Regions from separate parts of the Mus musculus genome. Here region 1 is linked to region 2. A link is a contact called in public HiChIP or PLAC-seq data. All regions are on one chromosome and are shown on one strand. The core of a region is the stretch at or near the end of the contact, and the rest is flanking DNA. Distances in the headings are between cores, read along the strand shown. Region 1 overlaps Gm2447 (predicted gene 2447). Region 2 has its middle 5.8 kb from the start of Gm40047.

Region 1 (7,347 bases), core at 1,360-3,859, 180 kb before region 2:
AGCAATGAGACTAAGATCGTAGTGCTTTGTCATTCAATTTTCATATACATGATAAGAAAAATACAGAGGTCTTTGATCCACTTAGATTTGAGCTTTAGTCATTAGATATGCACTCACTGATAAGTGGATATTAGCCCAGAAACATAGAACACCGAAGATAGTTTGCAAAACACAAGAAAATCAAGGAGAAGGAAGACCAATGGGTGGATACTTCATTCCTCCTTAGAATAGGGAACAAAATACCCATGAAAGGAGTTACAGAGACAAAGTTTGGAGCTAAGACGAAAGGATGGACTATCCAGAGACTAACCCACCCAGGGATCCATCCCATAATCAGGCACCAAACCCAGACACTATTGCATATGCCAGAAAGATTTTGCTGAAGGGAGCCTGTTATAGCTGTCTCGTATGAGGCTATGCCAGTGCCTGGCAAATACAGAAATGGATGCTCACAGTTATTTATAAGATGGAACACAGGGCCCCCAATGTAGAAGCTAGAGAAAGCACCCAAGGAGTTGAAGGGGTCTGCAACCCTATAGGTGGAACAACAATATGAACTAACCAGTACCCCCAGAGCTTGATGTCTAGCTGCATATGTAGCAGAAGATGGCCTAGTCGGCCATCACTGGGAAGAGAGGCCCCTTGGTCTTGCAAACTCTATATGCCCCAGTACAGGGGAATGCCAGGGCCAAGAAGTGGGAGTGGGTGGGTAGGGGAGCAGGGAAGGGGGGAGGGTATAGGGAACTTTCAGGATAGCATTTGAAATGTATATAAAGAAAATACCTAATTAAAAAAAAAGAAAATATGGTGCTGATGGATAACGATTTAAAATGGAAATAAAACAAGCTCACTACTATTTATACTTCCATATCAATTAAGCATATTTAGAGATTACAAACTGAATTCCTTTAAAAAGGTACATTTTTCAATGCAGAATGAATCAGAGAATTTTCAATATCATCCAATTAGAATATGTATATATATATATGTAAATATGTATATATATGAGGCTGAGTTTATCATATACAACTACTAATTGTGTATTAATTAATATCTGCTTATTGTTCTCACTGATTGACTTTGTAACTGCCACCAACGTGAAATTATAAAGTAAATGTCCCCGGATAAAATTATATTTTTATCTGTTTCATATGCTGAGATTATCCATCATATTTTGTTTGGGGTGGGGGGATATTTCATGCTAAAGAAAATTAAGACCATAGAACACACTGAACAGTTCAGTGGCCCCTCCAGTGCCCTCCGTGACTCCTTGGCCTCCATAGCCCCTCCCCCTAACTTACACGCCTTCCTTCCTCTCCTGAGTGCGGCTCATGAGGACCCTCTTCGCCTTCCATGTCTGCTGTCCATCACATGCCAGCGTCTCCAGGCATGAAACATGTATAATCATGGAAATGTTCACCTATGCGCTTCCCGTGTTGCTGTAACTTTTTTGTCGGCACGTCTACATTCCTGCATGGGAAGGGCTGTGCTGGACAGGTTTAGGTACGTGCTGGCTGCTCACGGCTAGGCTCATACTATCTGCTAAACAAATGTGTGTCCGATGAAAGAATGAGCAAATGAGTGGTATCAATAACAATCGCGATTCAGCCCTTGGTGAACTTAAGCATTAAGCTTTCAAAACATTTGTGCCTGGTACTTACTGCCTCCTATGCCGCTCTGCTCCTAGGAGCTGCCTCATTTAGCCTCAAACAAGCTCCCTGAAGGAGGTAATATGATTGCCATGAGAATTTATTTCAAACGAGAAAAATGGAACACAGTGAATGATCAAACTGTCATGGCTAGTAGAAGGCAAAGTGACCTTGGAACCCAAGCTCCTTTATGGTCTGGGCCCTTCCCCGAGTGTGTGCTGCTGCCTCCTGCACAGTGAAGCCTACATACAGGGAAGCTGCAGGTTTCCTTGGTTTCCCAAAGGCTTGAGAACTTTCTGGCAGAAGAGATATGTTAGTCATCTACATTTGATGGTCCCAGAGTATACTGAACTCTTAGATGCTGATTTCAGTGCTGTCTCTTGTTCTTGCCGAGCCAGTGTGTCTTGTTTCTCCATTGGCCATTGGAAAAGCCAGAAAAAGAAGTTGAGGGCCCATGTGTCTTAAACACCAGTGCAGAAGCTGCTATCTACTGGCTGGCTGAGGCCCCCCGTGAAGCTGCTTAATAATATTTAAAGTGTATCAATCACCCCAGTATACCACTGCCTGCTGTTGGGCTAAAATACACATGAAATGCCTGTTCTATTAAATTTCCTTTCTTTCTTTCTTACATTCTAATTGCTTAATTATAACGTGTTGTGGAACTTGAAAGCAATGCTTGCTCAAATTATACTAAAGGTTGGTGTAAATGAGATTCAGCTGTGGCGTTCTCGTGTGATTTTTCTTGCTGGTGCTGAGGTGGGAACACAGTCATGTGCATGCTAGGCACATGTTCTACCACTGACCTGCATCCCTGTTGAGATGTGACATCTGAACTCCAAGGTGTCTCCTAGCAGTTGCTCTGGCAACACTGAAGTCTTCTTGCCTCTCTTCCTGGTGTGTGTCCATCTTCCAAAGAGGTGAAGCTCAGTCCCAGATAGGCAAGGCCATGCTAGACTCTTTATCTGGCTCTCCACGTGGTGGCAGTACACAACACTTCCTTAGGGAGGAGCTAGACTCAGGGCCCAACCTTTGATTCTCAATCTCTTCCTTTTCTTCGGAGGCAAATTATCACAAACTTTTAAGTAATAGCAAATATTATTTGTGTCTGTTTTGAAGCAGTCATTCAGAGTGACATAGAGCTTTGCCAAAGTCAAACTAAACACATTTCATCACACCATTTTTCATAGAGAGGTTTTTCCTTTCACAAAATTATCCACAATTAAAACTGGAGAGAGATTTTTTTTTTCAACTGTCACAGCCTTTTAGAAGATAAAGTTTTTTTTCCAAAAAAAAAAAGCAATTTATAATGCCAGTAATTTTCTCTCTCTATCCTGCCATTATTAAGGCTACTGGTTTGGGGTTTATTTATTTATTTGTTTTTTTTTTTTTAATTCAGCCCCTGTCTCTCTGTAATGCTCACATAATGGCCTGTCTCTAACTTCACCCATTGCCATGGAAGTAATTATTCTACTCACTCAGACAGTCAATTTGCCACCAAATCAAAGAGGAAGTAGTTGGGTTCAAAACAAAACAAAACAAAACAAACCTCCCTCCATGGAGCAAGACAAAATGAGGAGGATAGAGAGACCACAGAGTTCTGTGGAAGGGGGCTGTGAGCCCAGGTTTTGAAATGAAATATCATCTGAAAAAGACAATGACATTGAAGTGAATAAAATGACTGTTAGAATCCATGATTAGAAGATCCTGAATGAATAGCTCTCTACAGAACTCATACTTCATTCAGTAATATTCTGAGTGAATCCTCTTTTATAAAATCTGGGAAAGGAATCACAAGATCCATGCTTTGGACATAATTTAAGTCAGCATGTCCTTGATGGGTTATTTCTCTGCTGGTAAAATGAGCCAATCCAAGCCAGATTAGATATATTAAACAGAAGCTGCTCTCTTGAGAGTTCACAGGCCAGGGGAGTCGCCATGGAGAAGGGGAAGAAAAAGAGAGAAAGGGCTGAGGCAGAGAGAGAAGGAGGAGGACTACAATGAGGAGAAGGAGTGGGAGGAGGAGGAAGAGGGGGAGGAGGAGGAGGAGGAGGTGGAAGAGGAGGAGGGAGGCCAAACTGTCTGGATAATATAGGGAGGAGCCTCTAGGAGAATGGTAGCCCAACCTGTGGGCTGCAAAGTTCAAGTTGGGAGCAGGGTATGCCAGGTATGGACTGAGAGATTCTTGGAGGACCTAGAGGCCAGGTCTGCTTTGATATGTAATATATGCACCTCAGTCCCTTGTCCCGGGATCCAGGGTCCAAAAACAAACAGTCCTGTCTCTCTATTTGGGGGAAGGCTTAAACTAAAACTTCCCCAAGCATAACAAAATCTACACTAGAAATGTCATGAAATAGTCCTGAGGTCAAGGATCAAGTGGTCTCTGACTACAGCGTCAAAGATTTTGTCATACAAAGTACACAGAACCCATACTCAGGAGACCCCGATACAAACTGGAGCTCTGTTCCTCTGAACCCCAAGAACACAAGTAACCCCAAAACAGGGCTATTCCAATGACCAAAAGAGAAGGATGATGCCACACTTTATAAACCAACACTACCTTCCAAGTACTACTTAGTATTGTTTCTGCTGTTTGTTGCCCACCGCCATCCCCACCCCGGCATGCGCTACAGAATGTAACCTTTGCCAGCAATCTGGTTTTGTTGTTGTTGGTTTTTGTTTCGGTTGCATTGGGTTTAGGTTTTTTGAGGCAGGGTTTCTCTGAGTAGACTCCTTTGCCTGTCCTGGAACTTAAACCAGGTTGGCTGGCCTCAGAGTCAGAGACCCTCGGCTTGCCCCTGTCTCCTGAGTGCTGGGACTGAGTGCCCATCATAACTGGCTCTGACCAAACTGTAAAAGGGCATCATCAGAAGCTTCCCAGCAGGGAAGAAGGTGTGGTCTGAAGAGGAGGGAAGAGGTGGGAACCACGTGCAGGGTACATTTCCGCCTCTTCCTATAGAGGTGCAGACCTGGGCACGGAGGATGTCTACGGCTTAGCAAAGTGACCCATGGTGCTCTTGGGAGGTAGTGGAATCTTTAAAAGGTGGGAACCACTTCTGACCACTCGCGATTGCCCTTCTTGTGCTTTTTCAGTCCAGCCATGGGGTAAATAGTTTATTCTACCACACCCTCCTTACCACAGCTCCAAACCATCGGAGCCAATTGGTCACAGTCTGAAATCTCCATAACTGTGAGACAAAATGAAAACAAACCCTCCTTCACTCTGAGTTCATTAATCAGGGGATTTTGTCGGAGTACTGGACAGCTAATGCACACAGGAAGTTCAGACTGGACAGTGAAATTGTAGGCTTGAGTGACAGGGACCTGAAACCTGCCACTATATAGCCACGTGACTCCCGGCTATTTCCTCACTTATTTGATTACGCTTTCAAATTGTGCACAGAGACACAGGATCTGAAGTCAGGCAGTTTGAGTTCCAATCTTGATCCCTCAAATGACTTGAGAGGTTATCTTAAGATAAATACACAAACTAGCCAGTGTTTATTGGGCATTTATGAATGCCGGCACTGTTCCAAATGCCACCCAGGTATTAACCCAGGCAGTCTTTGCAATTACTGTATGCCTTAACCCAGTTATTACAGCTACCTCCCAGCTCCTAAAACAGAGGACGAAGCTGGACCTAAAGTGCTTCAGTAGCCTGGCAGAGTTCACTTGGCTTGTGGGTGATACTCACACATACATCACAGGCATGTTGGAGTCTACTGAAGAAGTACACACAGCTCACTGACTGTCCCATGGTGAACGCTCAAATCTCTGTTAACCGTAGTTCATTGTTCACTACAGACTTATTATGCCTGTTGTCTTGTTAGATACAACAATACTACTACCAATACTCTCAGCCTCCTGTTCCTCGTGGTTCCAGGGATCAAGCACAAAGGCTAAAGAGTGTAAAGATGGATAAATAGGTCTGCGTTGGAATGTGCACAATAAAGGCAGAGCAGCCATTGCTTTATTTTAGCAGAATCTGACATCATTTCCTTGTAAAGGAAAAATGCAATCCAAAGGATACATCTAACTACATTTTTGTACAAAGCAACATCAGCTGATACTGTATGTAGCGAGTGTCTAGAATCTGCCCCATTTGCCCCAAAATAACCAATTTGGGTGTAATCCTTGGCTTGGTGACTTAGCTCCAGCCCTGCCGTCAGGACACTGGACCCTCACTGGAACATGGCATGCCTAGTGTTCTGACCCTCTGCCTAAAGAGTGCAGTCTTCAGGGTCTTGCAAACAGCACCTGTCCTTTGCTCGGTATTGACTGGGTGTTTATAAAGCCTGTTCTCCTGGACGTATTCTCCATCACCCTGGTATAAACTGTGCTATCAGTTTTGGATTGTAAAGATCCCGGGGCAGATAAACAGTGGCCTACCCTGCTTTACAGGAACAAACTACAGACACCCCATGAACCTGACAGAGAACATGATAATGCTAGGGAGTACCAGGACTGTTTCCTCACAGATTTCTGAGAGAGACAAGCCCACAGCAGTGTGCAGCTAATCTGATTTAGTGGGTATTTCCTGACCTGCTCTGACCCGATGTCTCGGATGGACACTTCACAGCTGTATTACTTCCCACGTGACTTAAACTCTTGTTGTTCTGCTTCTTCATGTGTAAAATGGAGAACAGACTACTTGTAAAGACATAAAAGAGGTTGTTGCTTCAGTTAACCCTCACAAGCTCCGCGGAGGAACCTCTACCCTGCAGAAGCATTCAGAGTGGAGGCTCAAATACAACTTCCATCATTTCAAACGTTCTCCAAAGGGTGAGGACAAGGAAGGACTGCTTTGAATAGGAGAGGTCTACGTGGGATCTCAATACCGTTCACCTCACTTGTCCTTACACTTTTGTTTGAACTCTGGGCCCAGGATTCCTTGGTGTCTGTGTTTGCAGATCCGTGCTCGGAAAGCTTCTCAATAATGGCTTCAAAGGGAAGCAAAGCCAAATGGACTGTAGAAGTCAGAGTCCCACCTCCCTCCCTGTGTGCTGGAAGTCAAGTCTTTCCAGTGAGGCAGCCCTCGGTAGGAGGTGCGCAGAGCACGAAAGCTGGTCCTGAAAGCCTTGCAGGTCATTGAGGGCAGGTGGCCCCTAGTGGAGCTTTATCTAAGGGGACTTGTCACTGGAATTCAGGCATGAGTAAATACATTTTATTTGTGCCAAAGGTCATACACCCAGTGGAGCTGCTGACACAACCAGGGTCACTTGGGGCTGTGACATGCACTCTGGAGGTTTATCGCCATGGGCTGGGGAGCAAGTGACACTGAAATTCCTCCTTTTGGAAATTTGGGGTTTAGAACCTTAACAATGCAGAATGGTGCCTCATGCCACTGTACCGTGCTCCTCCTTCCTCCTCCTCCCTTTCTCCTTTTTATTGCCATTTGCTTATAAAATAGTGATCACGGAATTCAACATTGGTCTGCCTTGTGCAGTTAGAATTATGTCTCTCACCTAAACCTAGATGCTGCCTCCACCCCCCTCTCACCATTTTTACTTAAGGTAATTTGCTTCTATTTTTCTACCTGTTTTATACACTCACTCTTAGAAAACATATTTTCTTAGTATTGTTCCCAGCAAGATGTTAACCATGAATACTACCTTCTTGTGATCTGTGTAGTTCAGTGGGTTAAACAAATGATCATTTGGAGTAAATATCCCATGGAAATAAAAGTTCATATCCTAAGATA
Region 2 (7,569 bases), core at 2,867-5,366:
ACAACTGCTATATATACCATTCACCGACACTATTTCAAAGCCTTCCTGTGGCCCAAGTCCTTCTGGAAACTAAGACCAGCGGTCAAGGAAAAAGCAGATATGCGCAGACACAAGTTTTCCCTTGCCATTATGTTCACTTGTAATTATCACAGCACCTCCTGGGTCCTTACTTGTATCAACAGTCATCCATCCATACTTAGGCCACTACCTAAGGCTCAAAGATAGAGCTAAAGCCAATGAAATGACAGAAGATATGAGATTTCCGATTAAAATAGCTAGCCTAGTCTGATGGGCAGGCACTAGGACCCAGTAAGAGATTCTGTCTCAAAAAAATAAGGTGGGTGATTCCTGAAGAATGACACCCAAAGTTGACATCTGGCTTCCATGTGTAAATGCAGTTATGTGCATATACCTGCACGGGACACCTACACACACACACATGTGTGCACACACACACACACAAACACATAGGTGTCTCTTAAACACCTCAGGACACAAGAGAATCAAACTAGTAAGCATGACAGTGGTGTTCATTCTTAAATACCCAAAATGTTATAGAGCCTCGTTATGATCAAGACACACACAGAGTGATTTCTTCATCCCTTGTGACTCACAAAGTGGTCTTCAGAGGAAGAACGAGCCAATCCGATCTCTCTGGTCCCAGCCCACACACCCAAGCCAGGCATGGCTCATGTCCTTCTTGGGATACACTTCTTTGCTTGAATTAAAGACCATCTCAAAAGGAAACGATATTTTCTTAGCTTTCTACAGAACTACACTCTCTGGAGCAGGCTCTCTGATTTCTTGCTTGTTACAACCAAAGCTGGGAGGACAACCCCCAGGTTCCTTCAGTGGCAAGGAAGAAGTTGGGAGAGAAAAAGAGCCTCCTTGTGAAAGGCTTCTTTCCAAAGGCACGTACAGATGAATTCAAATCTGGGACTGCATCCAGGTGGAAATCTTGCCTGGAATGTCTAATGCATTCTTTCTGTTATTAAAACAATATAAGGAACCAGTGGCTCCTTGCTCCCCCGCATGTCATCAACTTGGTTCCTGCTGTGTTGATCATTTACAAGCTGACCTCAAGTGATGCCAGCCTAAAGACCTTTCCATCCTGGCTATTTCTGTTGCACAACAAACCTATGACTGCTGCCTATACTATTTCTACAAGAGTCGTTCAGAAAAACCAAGTCCTTTGCCAGAAGTGACACAACCACTGAGCTACTTCTTGTCTTGTTCCATAGCTCCACCCCACCGCCCTGCCCACAGCCAGTTGACTGATCCACTTTTCGGTTCTGCCTCCTTTCTATTCACACACAGAACTCCTTTTGTCTTTGGGGAAAGGTATTTCCAGGTGGCTATACACACGTGGCACTTTCTTATTCTGGCACAAAGGGGAGCCTTGCCCTGCTTGCCCCAGGGATCAGTGAGTCACCAACACACTGGGAGACAAAGCCTTTCTCAAAGACTAATGACTGGGAACCATAGAACAGGAGCTGAACAGGGGAAGACAGAGGGGGACAGAGGTAGACTTAACTTTGTCTTCCAACAGCCAGTTTGTGACTCTTCTTGGCCACCATATGGCCCAAAGAAACACGGAGTAAAATATGGAAAATTCATACTACACTTCTGCTATTGTGATAAAAAGCAACTTGGAGAAAAGGGGACTTATTTGGTTCACAATTCCAGGTTACCGTAATCAATTGTTCTGGGGACATCTGTGCAGGCAGTTAAAGTATCATGCTCACAGTTAAGAGTGGAAAGAGACTAAACTCATAGATCCTTACCTACTTGCTTTCTCTTAGCTAACTTTCTTCTTTCTTATACTATTCGGGATCCCCTGCCTAGGGAATTGGTGCTGCCAACAGTGGGATGGATCTTCTTACATTAATGCCTGCAGTTAAGTCAATCCCTACATACCCACAGCCAACCAAATCTATACACTTCCTCATTGATACCCTCTTCCCAGGTGATCCTAGGTTATATCAAGTCGATAGTTAGCCATCAAAAGCCCATCATGCTTTTCATCATGATTTTCAACTGGCCTTCCAGAAGGTCACCAATAGGGTTGGTAACTGCCTATCTGTGCTTTTTAGAGTAATTCATGGTTTGGCTTTAGGCATCCAGAATGGTGAGGATTACCCCTGGGAGTCCCAATAGCCAAGGAAAAATCTTATACAAAATGGAATCTACTGATCTCGTAACCTGCAGATCACCAAAGTCAAAGAACAAAGTTCCATCACTGTTTGTCACTGCCTCTAGCCTCTCTACTGGGCCATCCCTCTGGCTCTCTGAGGACATCCTATTTTATCTGAGGCTCAGAGCAGATGAAAAAGCAGTTGTAACATTTACAGCATCTACTGGGGAACAGCCAGTTGTCATGATCTCTGAGAATGAGGAAATACGATGGTACTTTATTTTCAAGTAGCCCGGGAGACTTCAATGATTGCATTAAAATTTTAATCACAAACTCCTTAAGTTAGAAAGAAAGAGAGAGAGAGAGAGAGAGAGAGAGAGAGAGGGAGGGAGAGGGAGAGGGAAGGAGGGAGGAAAGCCCACAAAGGATTCATTGTATAAAAGAGTTTCACCATTTGGAGTTCTTTTATAAATTTGTGTCAGATCACAATTTGCTGTCTGGGAAATGTAAATTAGTTATTAATGAGCCAAAATTCTAACATCAAAGGCTGTGCACCCACATGCCAGAGAGAAACAAAGAACTCTCCCAGCATAGCGACTGCTCCTAGCCGACCTGAATTCTGCATTCACTTTGACGTGCTCTGCTGCCACCGTATCAAGGAGATCGTTCCTCGAAGATGTAATGGCACAGTCACCTGCATCATTACCATCACCTCCACCTGAGCATAGCTAGACTGGCAGAATCCTAGGCAGCAGGCAAGCATATATGCTCAAGGGTGATATTGCAGGGAGCATAGCTCGATGCCTCCCTTCTGTCAGCTTCATCAGATGACCATGTTCAAAGTGCATTTCATGTTTGCAGTACAGCCAGCCCCAAATGGCATGGGGGTGCTGATCTGCTTTTTGAATATTCCCATATCACTTTTTTTCATCTCTACAACCCTTTTATTTTGACTGAGATCAAGAGACGAGCTTAAAACTGCAGAGAGTTTTTGAACTTGCAGAAGTCACAGTTTCTAGTCAGCTGGCTGAAGTCTTGAAGGTCTTTGCTGAGGCTCATTTACTCATTCTTCCAACAGACAAGGCTGTTCCTTAATGGAAGTGGGAGAGACTACATGGTGACAGAGAAGGGTCAGAAAGAGGCAGCCCCATCCTCCCTGAACTCGTTGTCCGGAGAGGACAGGCAGGCAACAAGTGCTCATGTTGTTCTTCATCTGGCATCAAGAGGCAAGAAGGAATAGCCCCAGGCTAGTCCACGGGGAAGTGACTTTTGAGTAGAGAACAGAATGAAGAACAAGTTCTAGGCAGACAAGTTCAAGTGCGGATCAAGGCTATTTATGGCTATCCAATATGTGCATAGCTGGGAGCCCAGAGTTACTCTTTGCCTGCATGCAATCCTTTCTCTCTCCGGAGTGAGGTCTTTGACCTCTACATCCAGGCGAGACTTGAGCCAGACTCTCTTGCAGTCCTTAGCCAGCGGAGGTTGGATGCATCCCAGACTCCCGAGGGCAGGTGTGTTCTGACAGCCATGGAAAGTTGTGTCTTCCTAATACCAGCACCCATGATCCCAAGTCTAGTTTTTAAAAAAAAAAATTCTCCTTATACAAGGCCAACCCTTCTATCCTTTGCCAAGACCTATCTCTGTCTAGATTCCTTCTTGTCATCTACTATAAGTGTCCCTATTGTCAAGGTTTGTCTATCCCCTGGATAACCCTCACCCTTATGGAATCTTCCTGAGGGACTCAGGACCTCTGGAAGAACAACAAATACTTTTAACTGCTCAGTCATCTCTCCAACCCAAGAAAATTAAGTTCTTAACAGTCACATTTTTAGAAGAGATTTTTGGCAAGCCCCTCAGAGTGCTCTAGCACAGCAGAAATGAAGTCGTTCCCTGTTTCCAGAAACACCTATCATCCCTTGAACGCTCAGCTGTGAGGACCTCCTAAAGCAGCTGTCGCACCTCCCACGCAACCCAAATAACTTTTAGTTCTTCTAAAGGGGCCTCCCCATCACTTCCAGGCTCGCTGGCACCCATTCCAAAGGGAGTCTCACAGACCGAGAAGCAGAAGCAGCAAACAAGCTGAGCCCTCAGCCTCAGGAATTAGGGAAGCAGGACACTGGCTAGTCTACTCTTGATAGTCACAGAACACAGAGCTCCCTAACATTCTGCAGTACAAAACTTGACCTAGGACACGTGGTCCAAAGAGCTCACTTGGGCATGGTTCTCTGTACCACGCACACATGCCCATCAATAAGAGGTAAAACATATATCAAGAAAAATTTAAAAGAGTGGTAGACATTGTACAGTGTGTACAGAGAGTGTACAGTGGTAGACATTGACAGTCACATCAATGGGAAGACTGAAGCAGGAGCATCCAGAATTCCAGGCCAGCCTTGGCTACATATAGCAAGGCCTTGCCTCACAACAAAGGATAAATAAGAAAAGACATAGTCCATCTCAAGAACACCAAAATAAGCATCACAGTGAAGCAGAAATGGAATGGAAATACAAAGTAATATTCAGGGCTGGAGACCCAGAACGTCTAGGCTCCTGTTCAGAAGGCAGAAAGTGGACATTGAACATTTCCGAGGAGCAAAGAGGTCCAGCCTCATTATGTAAGAGAGTGGGCACCCTGTTCCCTGCTTGATGAGCATCTGCTAACATCCTGAAGAAGAAAATGTATGCAGAACACGCCTCGAGACCTGCTGCCGTTCATTCTTTATGCTTGCCTAACATTGTCTGAGGCTCAGGAGTGAGCCAGATGGGGTGGTTAATTCTGACTGTCAGCTAGATTAGATTACAACTCACCCTCAGAATTATTGAAGCTTATCTGTGTGTGTGTGTGTGTGTGTGTGTGTGTGTGTGTGTGAGAGAGAGAGAGAGAGAGAGAGAGAGAGAGAGAGAGAGAGAGAGAGAGAGAGACTCCCAAATATAATTAAATTATTGGGAGCTCTGACCTAATAAATGGGTTATTCTATTGACCAACTGGATGATGAACGAAGTCACTGGGGAGGTGGTAAAAGGTAGAAGGACTTTTTCTTGTACTCACATCTTCCTGCACCACTCCACTCCACTTCCTCTCTACTCTAATGTGAGCTGTTCCTGCCATGGTAGACTGAACCTTCTGACATCCTTACCCAAAATAAACTCTTCTTCCTTTAAATTGCTTATGTCACACAAAAGTGCCGCATAAGAAAATAATGTGCTCTGAGTCCCGGCAGGAGGCCTGGGATGTTGCAAGATAATTCCACCAAAGAGCACACATAGACGGTCTTAACGATGAATAGAAAGACTATTGCCAGCTGACAACTGCGTGGGAAACTTGCCCAAATGGTATAGCCCCAAACTTCACCATGCTTTGCCTTTTATGCACTAAACCCACATCCTGGATGACACACTTTAGTTAACAAGAACAGTTAGCAAGAAGCAAAACTGAAGAAGTCAAAAAAAAATTTTAGTACATTTAAGGGGCTATTCCAGACCCTGGAACTATGGACTGGGTCTTTGATGAGGTAGGACTTTGTTCTGGTTTAGTCAGGAATTGGGGCCTATGTGCTAGGCTCTAAGGTCACAATGACACCTCCAATGTGGTCAATTGTGCTAAGGTCTCTGGCTGGTTATGGAGGCATCATCACTGAAGAAAACATCTGGATTCAACCCCTGTACAGAAAGTGGCAGTCTACTCAATCCTAGTGTCGTTGGAGTAGCATTGGGGACTGGAGCTGTAGTTCATTGGAGTGGAAACAATCCATCAGATGAAATACTCCATGGAAAAAACTAGTCTCTCTTTATCTAAAGCTGCTCTGAGCCCGCACTTTTTGTCACGGTTCATGATAAAAAAAATAAAATAAAATAAAGCCCTGGAATCAAACAGACCTGGACTCCTGTCTATTCTCTGATGTACTTTATCATTTTGCAGCTACTCCACTGATTAATGATAATACCTACCACAGAAGCAGCTAAAGGAAGTCTTACCATCTACCTATACAGTCTTCCCGTCTATAATTTGACTGATAATGTTTACTTCACAGGGTTGTAAGATACCAGGAGCTCATATGTGTAACCACACAGCACAGAGAGGGTACCCGGTCTTGATGGTAATTATGATCTGTTGATGCCCTCGTTGTCTACATGAGAGAATGGATCCTGCAGATACACAGTCTTATCTCCTGAGCAGGAAAATTGACAGGGTGCCGTTCTAGCTGAGCAAGAAATCTGTTGAATATGTGATAACCCCTGCGAAGAGTTTATAAAACTAGGTTCCAGTCTGTGATACTAAGGAAGCCGGAGTCTATATTCTCAGAGAAGTTAAGGTAGCTTTATGTGTGGAATCAGAGATTCTCGGAATGCTCTCAATAAGAACATCTGAGTTCTTATCTCAGGGCCTCAGTTTCCTTATCTGTAGGGCTAATGACAGTACACAGCACACAGGAACATGTGACATTAAATAAGATAATATTACCTTTATGACACTGTTTCAGACTTTTCATCACTCAGATGTGGCACACACCTGAGAGAAATATCTTAGAGAAAAGGAAGAACTTGGACTGAGCGCCCCAGGTGTTTCAGCCCTTCATGGGCAGCTAGGAGAAGATGGTTAAGCAGAGCCATCCATATCAAGGCTCCCAGAAATCACAAAGAGTGTCTGTGGTTCCAGGCTCCCTTCTTCTACCCATTTTATCCTACCTAGGTTTCTAGTCCATAGGTGGGGTAACTGATCCCCAAGCTGGGTCATCTCCCACTTTGTGAATCCTCAGAGATGGGTAGCAGTGTGTTTTACCACCTTCCAGGCACTTCTCAAGTCAATCAAGGTTATGGTCAAGATAAACTATCACATACCACAACTACCCAAACTACCATTTTGGTGTTTGGAGTTATTCACGCCAAAGCAGATGGCTAGACACTGGTAGTGCCAAAATTTGAAATCCAGGTATACAAAGCTCCAAAACTTGACCTTTTGCCACGTTCCAGTTACCTTGTTACCTCAAGGGAACTCACTGTACAAAAGCCCTTTGCTGTTCCTCAAGGTGTTTGAGAGCAGGAATTATATGTCTTCTTTTCCCATTTAGTATATGGGTTTATATTTTCCTCATTAAAACATTCCTTAAGCTAAATTTGAAAGGCTGATTGGATAAATGAATGCATTCATGCATAACGTAAATGAAAAAAAAAAAAGATCCTTACTAAGGAAGTACAGATCAAAAATACTCAGTCAAAAGCAGAAAGAATAAAGATAAAGAAGGGGAGAAGGAGGAATAAATTGGGGGAAGATTTGTGTAGTCGAGTGACAATGGGACCCTCTGAAGGATAAAGGTGAAAGGTTGTCGCCTTGACAGTAAAGAAAGGTGTGGGAGGTATACGGAAGCAATGGCTGGCAGGAAGGGGGGACAGCTGAGGACCAGTGATGCTCTCAAGACCACTGCTGTGAATGGGTG

Evidence for each region. HiChIP or PLAC-seq counts read pairs in DNA pulled down with a chosen protein or histone mark.
Region 1: a RAD21 HiChIP or PLAC-seq map of pro-B cells shows a contact between it and region 2, with 3 times the contacts expected there. The contact joins two enhancer-like sites. A contact is called at or near these places in 1 of 39 promoter capture datasets (the C10 cell line), 2 of 15 datasets of contacts at CTCF or cohesin (large pre-B cells and pro-B cells), 18 of 484 Hi-C or Micro-C datasets (the 63-12 cell line, B cells, the C10 cell line and 14 more) and 3 of 115 datasets of contacts at active chromatin or transcription factors (large pre-B cells and regulatory T cells).

Annotation. Positions count from the first base shown.
Region 1 is chr3:52,754,038-52,761,384 of GRCm38.p6, reverse strand. All of the region lies in intron 1 of Gm2447 (predicted gene 2447), which reads right to left. Among named protein-coding and RNA genes, the nearest start is that of Gm2447, 18 kb to the right of the region's middle. Within about 2 kb of position 2,609, at least 10 of the 459 cell types and tissues checked have an H3K27ac peak or open chromatin away from gene starts, as enhancers often do. A contact at or near this core is called in the 63-12 cell line, B cells, cerebral cortex and 2 more, where this site is marked.
Region 2 is chr3:52,570,553-52,578,121 of GRCm38.p6, reverse strand. No RefSeq gene overlaps it. Among named protein-coding and RNA genes, the nearest start is that of Gm40047, 5.8 kb to the left of the region's middle. Within about 2 kb of position 4,116, at least 26 of the 459 cell types and tissues checked have an H3K27ac peak or open chromatin away from gene starts, as enhancers often do. A contact at or near this core is called in the 63-12 cell line, B cells, cerebral cortex and 2 more, where this site is marked.